Linked DNA regions of Mus musculus: region 1 is linked to region 2. A link is a contact called in public HiChIP or PLAC-seq data. All regions are on one chromosome and are shown on one strand. Each heading gives the region's core, a stretch centred on a gene start, on an enhancer-like site or on the middle of the called end of the contact. The rest is flanking DNA. Distances are from core to core; before and after follow the strand shown. Region 1 has its middle 10 kb from the start of Gm41497. Region 2 overlaps Gm41496 (a long non-coding RNA gene).

Region 1 (5,588 bases), core at 2,361-4,860, 76 kb before region 2:
GATGTTTGACCATTCCTTTACTCTATCTGACATCATAGCTTAGGTAGGGCATCCTCTCTCTGTTCGTGCTCCCAAAGCACCCAACAATACTTCGATCTCTCTCTCCAACACTAAACTCCCCGCTGCTAGAAGTCAGGACTACCTGTGGTAGGCAGGGTTCTGGGGGCGCTCAGCACAAATGTCTGACTCATAGTTCCCTAGCTCAGATCAAATGAGGATGTGAGTGAACGAACCAGGAACGAACCATAGGAACGACCAGCCATCCAACCCCACCCGAGTAATATAGGCCCTGCTGGGCGCTGTGCACCATGCTGTGCCGTAGAGATACCCCTGTGAGGGGAAAGAGTTACCGAGGTGTCGGACATGAAGGGAACACTCTGGCTACTGTCCAAGTGAGCAAAGTTTGGCTGGGGTGTAGACCTGGTCCCGTCATCACAGTGTTCCTCTAAATCACGTTCCAGTGGACCTGGTCCGCCATCACAGTGCCTCTCTGACTCTTGTTCCAGTCAGTGTACCTGGTCCGTCATCATAGTGGCCCCTCTAATCCACTTCCAGTAGGCCTGGTCCGTCATCACAGTGTTCCTCTGACTCACATCCCAGTGGACCTGGTCCGTCATCACAATGCCCCTCTGATTCCCATTCCAGGCTCATTGCTAGCATTGTTCCTTGGGGCTATTTGAAGCCTTCTCTGGTGGTTCCTTATTAGTGAGAACCATTTTGGCAATTTGGATGGTAATTTTGTCCTACTGTCATTAGTGTGGCGGGAGTGAGGAATGTTCAGCATCCCTCCATGCCTAGGATAGTCCTCTGTGGAGAACAGCTGCCCCAACACCGGGCCTCATTGCCAAAGGCTTCATCAAAGCGTCATGTAGGTAAAAGCTGGGCTCTGCTTTACACATAAACAAAGTCGTTCTCAGAAGCTCTTTAGAAAATGCTGAAGTTTCCAGGAAGGAGATTACTGTGTAAAGTGAGGGAAGATTATATTGTTTACCAAGAGCCAACCATCATTTGGGACACGATGTTACCACCAGGAGGGCCCTTCAGTGCTGGGGTCACACAGCTGGCCCGCAACAGGCTGCACGTGTGCGTCAATGTGACTGAGAGCCTGCCCATGGCTCAAGGATCCCCATTCCCTCCCACACTTCCACCTCAACATTTACTAGAGGAAACACATTATTATTATTATTATTATTATTATTATTATTATTATTATTATAACTATAAATTGCCTTCTAATTATCTTTAAGTTTCGGATTCTGTTAAGTCTAAGATAATAGGTTATGTGAAGAGATTACATGTAGAACTATCATGGGCTGAATGGTGTCCACTGGAGAAGACCTGTCAAAATTCTAAACTCCAGCAGCTTAAAACATACTTAATAAGTAAAGGCCTTTATAGAGATAATCAAATGAGGCTGGAGCCTCATTTTAATTTAAATAAAGATTTAAATTAAATAAAGATTAAATAAAAATTAATTTAAATAAAGACGACTGGAATCTTTATTGAAAAAGCAAAACAGACACAAAGACACTTGTGAAGAGAAGATGACAAACAGAAAAGGAGTGAGTACACAGTGGAGTAGGAAATGTGGCTCAGTGGTTTGAACATTTGTTACTCTAGCCAAAACCCAGCATCCACATCAGGTAGCTCACAGCCTCCTGTAGCTCTTGCTCCAGCTGATCTGGCACCTTCTTCTGGCCACCAAAGATTCCTGTACTTATGTGCACAGTCCCACACACGTACACATAATAAAAAATAAAATAAATCAGAGACAGGCAGATCTCTATTAGTTGGAGCCAACCTAATCAATACATTGAGCTCCAGGCCAGTTAGGGCTACCTAGTGAGACCCTGTCTCAAAACATAATCTTTTTATTTATATATACACGTAATTATTTTGTTGTTGAGACAGGGTCTGGCTGTGTCATCCTGTCTGGCTTAAAACTCTGCCTCTGCCTCCTGAGTGCTGGGATTAAAGGTATGTGCCACCACGCCTAGCCCATAATCTTTGTATTTTAAAGGACACTGAGACAAGTTGCTGTCTACAAACCAGAGAAAGACCAGAAACAGAAACACCCTGGGAAGAAGGCAGCCTGGCCCACACCTTGATCTTTGACCTCTGCCTCCCAGAGACTGAGACAATACATTTACGACTTATGTTTCTTGAGCCTCATAGTCTCTGGGTTTTTGTTATGTCACTCTTAGCTAAATAACATGATTTTATTCCAGAGAACAAAAGAGATGTGAAATACAGTACACAAATAGAAAGATTTGGGGGACAGTGTGCTTGGGACAGACTCTTCTATTTGAACTGTCAAATAGAGCTGTTGAAAATGATTCCAAATGGCAGTAATAATATAAAAAGTAGGCTTGGCCTGGCAGCAAGCCAACGGTAGAATGGATAAGTACACTATCAGAAATAATGAAAGTCTTAAATATCTAGCAAAAGCCAAGCAAACCTGCAGCCTGTAGACTTCTGGAGCTCGAGAGGGATTGACCACAGCAGTTAAGTTTAAAATACAAAAACAAAAACAAAAACCATTTCAGCTTCTGGGGTGCTCTGGACACTCTTCTTGATGTCTACAAACAGCTCTACTTGGGTCAAGCTTTACTGTGCATGAAGTACCTTGTGCTTTATGCAGCTGAACCAGTCCAAAGATACAGGCAGGGCAGAGAAAAGGATCCTCGTTTTTAGAAATGAGACGTCTGTGGCTGTGAGACTCATTTGCCTGAGTTAAATAATTAATTTTTGTTTTACTAACCATAATTTATTTTGGTTATAAGAAACAGTAAGCAGTGTTAAGTAACTCAGAGGTAAAACAATTAATAGTCTGGATTCTCCCAAGCGGTGTGAGACTGCCCTTTAGGCGAGCAGACCCACAATTTCCCCTGAGGCCCTCTCTCCTACAGGGAGTAGAGGGTCTTTACCCACACAGCTGCTAAAAAGATAAGCCCACGGCCTGTCCTCAAGACCTCATTCTCTGATCAAAGTTCCAACTCCCTGATGAGAAAACATTAAACTGCCGTTTGAGCCTATGTCTGTCAACTGTGGCCTGAGGAAAGGGTCATGTGACACAAGCAAGGTGTGGTAGGGGCTTGGTAGAGAAAGGAAAATCAGGTGGCTGACCGAAAGGTCAGGGAGACGCACACCCGCTGTCTTTCTACTCCATTCAAACGCTCCAGGCTGTTCAAGTTTGCTTTCTGTTGCTGTGAGAAATACCACGACCAAAAGCAACGTAGGGAGGAAATGGCTACGTTGTCTGTAATAATTAGGTGTTTGGATCAGAATTCTTCTGCATATTTGGGTCATCTGAACAGTGAGAGGTGACATAAAAGGTATACCTGCCACTTTAATCAAAACTCTGGCTGGCGCCCATATTTCCCTTGCTGGCCATTGGGCAGCTTCCTTTGCTGTGACCCACACATATGAGGGATGTCTCAGGATGTGGGAGAATGAGGTGTCTAAGCTGCATCTCCAGAGGCTTTTCACACCGTGCTGTTTACGACCATCTCAACTGGCCTCTGTGCCTCTCGCCTCTGTCTCCTAACTGTCCTGTCTCTCAGAAGCCTACCGCTGTAATCCCTCTTTCATGCTGCCAAAGGTTTATCTCGGGACTCACAGCTAATCAGATTCTGTGGACTCTCAGATGCCCAGTGCCTACAGTCAGGCCATCCTCATTCCTGTCACCAGTTTCCCTCTGTTTACACATTAACACCAACTTGGCTCTGCTCTGCACATACATTCCTTTTCATTATCACCATGGTAAACACGATTGTTCTTACTCTCCAGCCTTACAGACGTCAGTTCTCAGATCACAAGCCAAAGGTCACAGGCCAGTAAACACTAGAATTACATTTTGAATTCAGATCTGACTGGAAAGCAAATTCCTTTTCTACTTGGTCACGCTAAACTAATGTGTTGCTGCTCTCCGGGGACACTGAACCAGAGTGGGAGAGAGAGAAACAGAAGTAGAGACAGACAATGACAGAGACAGTGACAAAGGTGACTAGGAACTGATTTGTGTGATTATAGATCTAAATGAAGATGAAGATAAGAAAACCTGAGGTGCAGGGTATGGTGTGGTAGTGCACACCTTTAATCCCATCACCCAGGATGCTGAGGCAAGCTGGTCTCTGAGTTTGAGGCCAGCCAGAGCAAGTTCTAGGACATCCAGGACCACACAGAGAAACACTGTTTGGGGGGTGGGGGATGGGGTGGGGTGGCATAAATTCAGTTAGAGTCCTAATGTTTGAGAACCCAAGGAAGCTGATGCTCTAAGTCCCGGGATCTTAGGACAGAAAGCTTCAGTCTCCTCTCCCTCTTCCATTCATTCTATCAGTGAATGCTTATCCGCATTCTAGAGTCCACTGATTCAAATGCCAACCGTGGAACCAAATACAATGGGTTGACTTCTGGGTGAGTCGAAAGCCACGGGCAAGCATAGTCAGAGAAATAACAGGCAAGATTTATTACCAACAACAAACTCCCCAAACAATGGCCTCCCTGACAAAGGAAAGGCAGGCTTGGTTTAAGTACGCACACTTACCCACTTAAGGAAGAACTTTAGGAGAAGGTACCGACCTGAGCATGCTCAGTCTAAGACTGCAGTTCGAGGGGAAGATAGTGAAGACGTTTATGGATATGCTTATTTCATACATTATGGGGCACATACTAGAGGCATTAAAATGGCAAAGAGCTGTGCCTTGGGGCATTCTCGATTTGTGTTGTAAAGATGATGGACAGAAACTCCTCTGTGCATGCTCAGTTTTCTCCAAGATTTTTAACAGCAAGAGGTAGGTAGAAAGTATTTTGAAAGTATATTGATAGAGGCTTTTGCCCCTAGGGATGCCTGCTTCACTCAGAGGCTCTAACAATGTCAGCCTAAAACACCCCCACAGAAATACCCAGAAATATTGCTTCATAGAAATAACATAGAAATAACTTCCTCCTGGAAGTTGGGTGAAAAATAAAATCAACAATCACTCCCAAGTAGCCATGGCCAATTAGGCTATGATTCTCAAATGGGAAACATGAAATCCACCATAGAGATATCATGTATCTATTTAGCTGGAAATGATACTTAGTGTTGACTGTGTAAGGAGCTGAAAGCTGAACCCCACCCACATGCGTTGTTAGCACTCAGACTTATGTTGGTTATGGAAGAGCAGGCAGAAGACAAGAAGGCGTGAAGCTTTGAGGCAGAAGGAAGGGGGAATAACTAACTACTGCTTCTGGGTTGGATGGAGCGACAGCACGGGGCCTTAATACGGGAATGATGTGCAGTGGCCTCCAGATTCAAATAGAAGTTTCAATTCACACTGAGGTCACTACATACTTAGTGTACTTTTGGTTTTCCTGAAGCTATTCGCTGATATCTTGTATCTCTTCCTTCTTCTGTCCTCCAGCCCTTGCCTTTAAATTTATAACAGCTCCGAACTTTCCTTTTCTTTTTTCTTTTCCTTTGCTTTCTTTTGCTTTTTTTCTTTTCTTTTCTTTTCTTTTGTTCTTTTCCTTATTTTTAAGCTCTGATTTTTTTTTTTTTAGCCTGGGGCTTTCTATACACTGCAGCCTGGGGTTGGGCTTGCCCT
Region 2 (5,980 bases), core at 1,150-3,649:
CTCACCAAACGGCAAACTGTGTGAGTTGAGATCAGGAATTCAAACAGGAACCCAAGAAAAACTGTATTTTGAGCTTAGTCTTGTCAACCTAGGATAAAGTCTAATTGAGAGCAAAGCATAGTCTATCTGCTAGGGATTGAGCCCAGGAAGACAGATCCGAGCAGCTGTGAGGATGCCTGTCACTCTACAAAGCGGACTTGGAGCTTGAGTTGACAGTCCCTGGATTTGTTGGACTTGTGAATAGAGCTGGAGGAAGTTAAGGCTTAGAAGGAATTGGCACAGGTAGCCTAGTGCACAGAAGGCCAGAAGGGGTCCCCAGTGTCCCAAAGCTCAAATGGAATCAAAACCAGGTATGCTTGCAGCCCAGTTCAAAAGCTCTGCTGCAGACCTCTCTGAGACCTTACTAACAATGGCTGCCGAGTTCTTGTTTTCCTTTGATCCTCTCAATGAAGAGCCAGCATCCATGTAGAAATATGTTTCTTGCACAAGATAAAACCTCATGAGGAATGCTGAGGCTTGCCCCGCCCCAGCATAGCTGTTGCCATTTTGTTCCATGCCTGCCAGCTATTTCATATTGTTGCTGTAATATGCCTACCCGTCACCGATGCAGAAAAATAACTTGACACAGAGCAGGGTCATGCTGACCACGTACCCTGTTACATTCTGTGTGTTCTGAGGCTTGCTAATCTTAAGGAATTCTACAACTATAAGCTTCACATAGGACCCATTGAATTAAAGGTCAATATGAACTGTTATGTCTAAAATGGCTTGTGCCAGGGCCGACCATTGAGGGGCACTTCCAGCACCTGTGTGTGAGCTCACTGTGGTTTTTGCAGTTTTAGCCTTTGTAAGCTGCCCCTGAGAAATGTCCAGCACACACCTGTAAGCTGTTATCCTGGTCAGTCCGTCTTGAGGGGTGCGTTCAAGAAACCATCCCTGTTTAACTGAGATTGATGTTCTTGTGGTTTGTGGGGCGACTCCTGGACCCCAACAAGATGGACCCAGAACACAGCAAGGTCGATCCTGACTGTCCCTGCCCACCTAGGAATCGTGTGAACCCTCCGGATCGAGAGGGGATGATCCATTCTCAGACTGGAGAATTATGGCAGCTTTTACCGGAACAGACGGGAAGATGGTTGCATTTGTATTTCTACAGTCATGGCTGCCTTGGGGGGTGGGGGGAGGGGCGGGCGGGCGGAGACTGGGGTTCTAGTTCCTATGTTTCCATGCAGAGGAGCAGAGAAAGATGCACAGGGGGTTCCAAGGGCTGAGGCCTCTCATGCCTTCGACAACAGCGCCCCAAGCCTGCTGAAGCACCTGCCTCTGCCCTAGTTCCCAGCTGCTATTCTGAGCCTTGGTCCCTACCTCGGGGCTTTGGGGTTCTTTGTGGGTTTCTATCTCTTCCTCCTCTGTCTATTGGCTCTTCCTGAGATACTTTGCTCCAAGAAGCAACACACCTGTCCTTTTTTCCTCCTTGTTTCTCTCTCCTACCTCCTACATGGACAGCTGTCACTGTCCTCTGTCCCTGCAACCTGTTCCAGGAAGAAACCACTTCTCTTCCAGGAAGAAATCACTGCTTTCCCCTATTGGCAGCAGCTCCTGGAACAAGGGTTCCTGGTTTCCGGGTTATCTCCTGGATCAAAGGGCATAAACAGGTCCGGGGCCCTGGTTGACATAAATTTCACGAGGAGGAGTTAACTTGGTCACACAGCCCTGGGGTTCTGGCACCTCCCTGTCCTCCCATGGCAAGTTCTCAGTCTTCTCCGCCCCCACCTAACACCCCCTCCTCGCTCTGAAAAACCAGTATGACCCTTCTCAGTGGCTCTGGAATTTTCTGTGCCTGTCTGAATCACAAGACTGTCTCACTAGGTCAGTCGCTTGTTTGGGACTCTTCATTGCTGTCCCACATCTTTGCTAACTTGACCCTTCTCTCTAGAACCCCACCGTTGTCCCAGGGTGGGCGGATCAAAGAAGACGCCCTGTTCTTTATCCCCACTACATACAGTGTCCCACCCAGGAATTTGGGTCGAGTACTGGAGGCGACAATCACGGGCAGGATTTATAGTGTAAGTGGGCAAGGTGAGAACGGGCGTTTGTAATATACACAAGGAGAAAGTCCACACCGTCCCCACCCACTCCGCAGTGACACACACCACCGCTGTCTCAAGGATTTTTGCTCACAAAGCTGCTGTCCTAGAAGTGGAAGAGCAGCGCGGTTTGGGTCCTAAATCAATAAGCAGGCCAGGCTGGGCGGGCGGCAGCCCCAATGCTCTTCAGGGGCTGCAGCAGAGAGCATGGAATTTTCCACCGGTGGGCAGACCCGCACAGCCGCGTCCCATTGGTGGAGCGCGGTGGCGTCGCCCGTGAGGGTGCGGAGGTGAGCTCAGCCACAGTGGGCTCTGCAGAGGGCGGGGCCGGGAGGGAGGCGGGAGAGGGGCAGCTGATCCCCAGCCATGGGGCTCTGCAGCTAGACTTGGGGGGCAGGGGCGGAAGATGCTCCCCTTTGTTCAAGCCCCACCCCTCCTCCCTCCGGTCTGACCCCAGACCCCTGCCCCTTTTTTCTGGTCCTTGTTTAACCCGTTAAGCTCCGTGCCATCAATAGATCCTGGATCAGATCAGTACCACGGCCCCAGGTGGGAACCCACCCCACAGGTCCACTGCGCAGCAAAGAGGTGAAAGATGATGGAAGCAGCAAGTGGTCTTTTTGCTTCTCTTAAACGAGAGAAAAACCCCCACAAGGACTGTAAAATACGTGCAAGACAGGAGAGGCAGTGTCCAATCAGCTCGCGGGCGCGCGCACACACAGGGCTACTTAGAGGAATTTGTGTGGGAGCCAGGCCTGCTACAGCTTTTAAAGCAGCCCCGTTTTGATTCTCATGGTTTCCCGTGTGTTGTGAAATCCACCTTAGTGGCCTTCCTTTGGCGAGCTGGAAATGTTTGTTGAGTGAATGAATGGACTCTGTGACAGCTAGGTAAGCCCTGGCTCATGGGGTTTTATTCATTTGTCATGTGACCTTGGACACCTCACGATTTCTTTGAGCAACTGAGGTTGCAGAAAGTTAAATGGAGAACTATTCTCTGACCCAACAATCCCATTTGTAGGCTCTAGGACACGGCAGAACAACCTACAGCAGACCGACAGAGTTCACTCCCAAGTGCCCTCGCAGGGAGGATGGGTAAACAGAAGTGGGCTCCCGTACACTGGGATAGTACTCCGCTGTGGAAAGGGAGGGCATACTGACATGTGTCAAGCTAACCCTGAAAAGCATGCCAGGTGCAATAGGCAGAGGTAGACAGAGGCCATAGAGAGCCGTGTGCCTGCTGAATGAGTCTGCTAAGACCCGCACAGCCCGGGTTCCTGAAGCCAGGGTGAGGGACCTGGGCAACCACCTGATGCCTACAGCACATGGGAATCCCCAGCATTACGGAGTACTGCCACTGGAGTCTGTAAAATGCTTAATTTTATGTCGTATGGATTTCCTCTTAATAAAACAATTTTATGTTTTGTTTTGTTTTGTTTTGTTTAATTTGTGTGTGTGAGTGTGTGTGTGTGTGTCTGCGCGCGCGCGTGGAGGCTGGGGGTTGACACTGGAAATCATCCTCATTTGTTTTATGACTCTTTCCCTTTATGCTTGGAGGCAGGGTCTCTCAACCAAACCAGAGCTCCCCACATGCTAATCTTGCTAGCCAGCTTACTCTGGGGATCTTCTGCCTCCACCTGCCTGGGCTGGAATTCCAGGTAGATCACCATGCCACCCGGAATCAGTGAGGGTTTCTAGGGATCTGAACTATGGTCCTCAAACTTCCAATGGCTTTAACAGCCAAGCTACCTCCCCAGCAGTTAAAACAATTTTTAATGAAGCAAATGACAAAATTGCCTGCCTGAAGATGAAATAGAATCACCTATTATAAAAAAAAATGTTTGAGCAAGTTAAAAGCCTGCATTCTGATTTCCTCCATATTATCTTCTGGGGAGGGGGAGAGCATGGCGGGGGAGGCGGAGGAAGGATGCATTTTCCCAAGTTTTCAGCTAAAAGTCAGTCAGCCCAAGGCCCACTCAGGTACCAGTTACTGAGGGGCCTGGGACTGCCTCAAGTTTCTTGACTAGAAAGACTTAGACACGGGACGCGAGGGTGCCAGAGAGCTGGAGGCGTCCAGTCCCTGTGTTGTTTCCCGGTGCTTCCAGTCACTGTTCTGCAGGGCTTTGAGGCACCATGGAAGCCATAGGAAGCTGTGGATGACAGGATGGAGTCCTTAGATCTAGAATAGGCTCCTTGGTCTGGGAGCCAACACCAATCCTGGCTCTGCCATCTTCCACATGGTGGGGGAGTACAAGCCAAGGCTTTTGCAGGAGTCCATTTTCTTATGTAACCAATGGGGGTTAGTGAAAAAACCCATTGAGTCAGCTAATGCATATGTGACCCTGAGGAGGAACCTGTGCTCAGAGAGCATCAACTGCACAGAAGAGGAGAAGGGAAACCATGTTCCATGAATACAGAGCTCTGCCTGGAGTGGCAGGACAGGGACAGGGAAATGCTGCCCCAGATGACAGGGATGGGAAACACAAATAAATGGTTTGAAGGGGGAGCCTGATTATAGAGCAAGCAGGTGGTGTGCCCCACATCACCATCCCAAGATATGAGTGGTTCAAAGATAGGGTGATGCTGACATTTGTGACACACACACACACACATACACACACGTACACAGGCACACAATGAGCATTCTTTTATTCTGACAGTGGAAGGTGTTCTGTCCCTTGTGATGAGAAAGTTAGCAAGCGAAGTTCTCAAGGATGCATCTGCAGTGCCAAGGCAGTGGCGACCTGAAAGGAAACCACGAACTAGCTCAGCTCTGAAATAAAAATCTTCCCCACAGGTGTCCTCTGGCTCATCTGCAGACTCCTCCCTGCCTGAGGTGAGAGTCATCTGGGAGGGTGGGCCTTCTACAAATCAGCCCTTAGCAGCAAAACGGAAGTGAGAATTTAACAGGACAGGGCGTTTCCTACTTCCCATCCAAGACCATCCTCACTCTTTGCAGTATCCACCACCATCTAATCATCCCACGAACTTGGTTGGACCTGCCTCAACTTGCCTTCTCATGGTGTGCTAGCATGAGAACTGAAGGGCGCACCAGTCAGACGGTCTGGGGTGCATCTCCCGTCCCCCTGCATGGTCAGCTTGTGTCCCCAAAGTTGGCTGCCACCAGCCACAGAGTGAAGAGCCCAGTGAACAGGCATTCCTGGGAAAAGTGCTCACCAACATCCCAGAAAAAAAAAAAAATTGTTTGGCCATAGGTGTCGTCAGACTTCAGGCTCCCTTTAGTCTTTCAAACACTCATGAAGTTTGTCCAGAAGACTTGTCCAGCTTGTAAGGATACAAAAAACCCACACTCCTTGAGTTCTTGATGGTGTGTTCTTTAAATAGCACCTCTCACATCTTCCTATATACTTTAAAGATATATTTTTAAAAGTGTCTGTGTGAGTGTATGCACTTCATGGGTGTTTCTGGGGTAAGTGGACCGTGCCGCCAGACAGAAGAACTGGTAAGATTGAGCCAGCCTAAACTCCAGGAAATCTCAGAATTGAGAATGGTAGGCGTAAGCCCAGGTCCCTGCCAAACTACCTGATCTGGAACACTTAACCATGACACCCCACTGAGAGGACCATGACAATTGGTCATACAGCAAAGAACCTGGACTTCTCCATGCTAAGGAGGTGTCTGGATAGGCCCTGAGTGATTAGCCAATGACCTTCCTTTCCTGGACATTCATATTCAATCTCTGCTTCACCCTGAGTAAGATGTACGCATTTACATCCGACATCAAATAAAGCAGTTTGGACGAGCAAGGACCACTCCTTCAGCAAGGATAGTGTGTGTTTGGTGGGGTGTGGGGGGAGCTTTGTCATAAAGAGCCCCACCCAAATCTCCCAGAGCAGACCTTCTCTCTTCCAGCCCCTCTGCACTCACTCGGATCCAGA

What was found. HiChIP or PLAC-seq counts read pairs in DNA pulled down with a chosen protein or histone mark.
Region 1: a contact with region 2 is called in an H3K27ac HiChIP or PLAC-seq map of extraembryonic endoderm stem cells. The contact joins two enhancer-like sites. A contact is called at or near these places in 1 of 484 Hi-C or Micro-C datasets (nephron progenitors) and 4 of 115 datasets of contacts at active chromatin or transcription factors (embryonic stem cells, extraembryonic endoderm stem cells, forebrain and 1 more).

The regions. Positions count from the first base shown.
Region 1 is chr16:92,232,918-92,238,505 of GRCm38.p6, reverse strand. No RefSeq gene overlaps it. Among named protein-coding and RNA genes, the nearest start is that of Gm41497, 10 kb to the left of the region's middle. Within about 2 kb of position 3,610, at least 58 of the 459 cell types and tissues checked have an H3K27ac peak or open chromatin away from gene starts, as enhancers often do. A contact at or near this core is called in extraembryonic endoderm stem cells and pancreatic cancer cells, where this site is marked.
Region 2 is chr16:92,155,025-92,161,004 of GRCm38.p6, reverse strand. All of the region lies in intron 1 of Gm41496 (a long non-coding RNA gene), which reads right to left. It overlaps Gm41495 (a long non-coding RNA gene), which reads right to left. Exons shown (of 2, transcript XR_876254.2): 2 at 4,714-4,825. Among named protein-coding and RNA genes, the nearest start is that of Gm41495, 5.0 kb to the right of the region's middle. Within about 2 kb of position 2,399, at least 129 of the 459 cell types and tissues checked have an H3K27ac peak or open chromatin away from gene starts, as enhancers often do. A contact at or near this core is called in extraembryonic endoderm stem cells and pancreatic cancer cells, where this site is marked.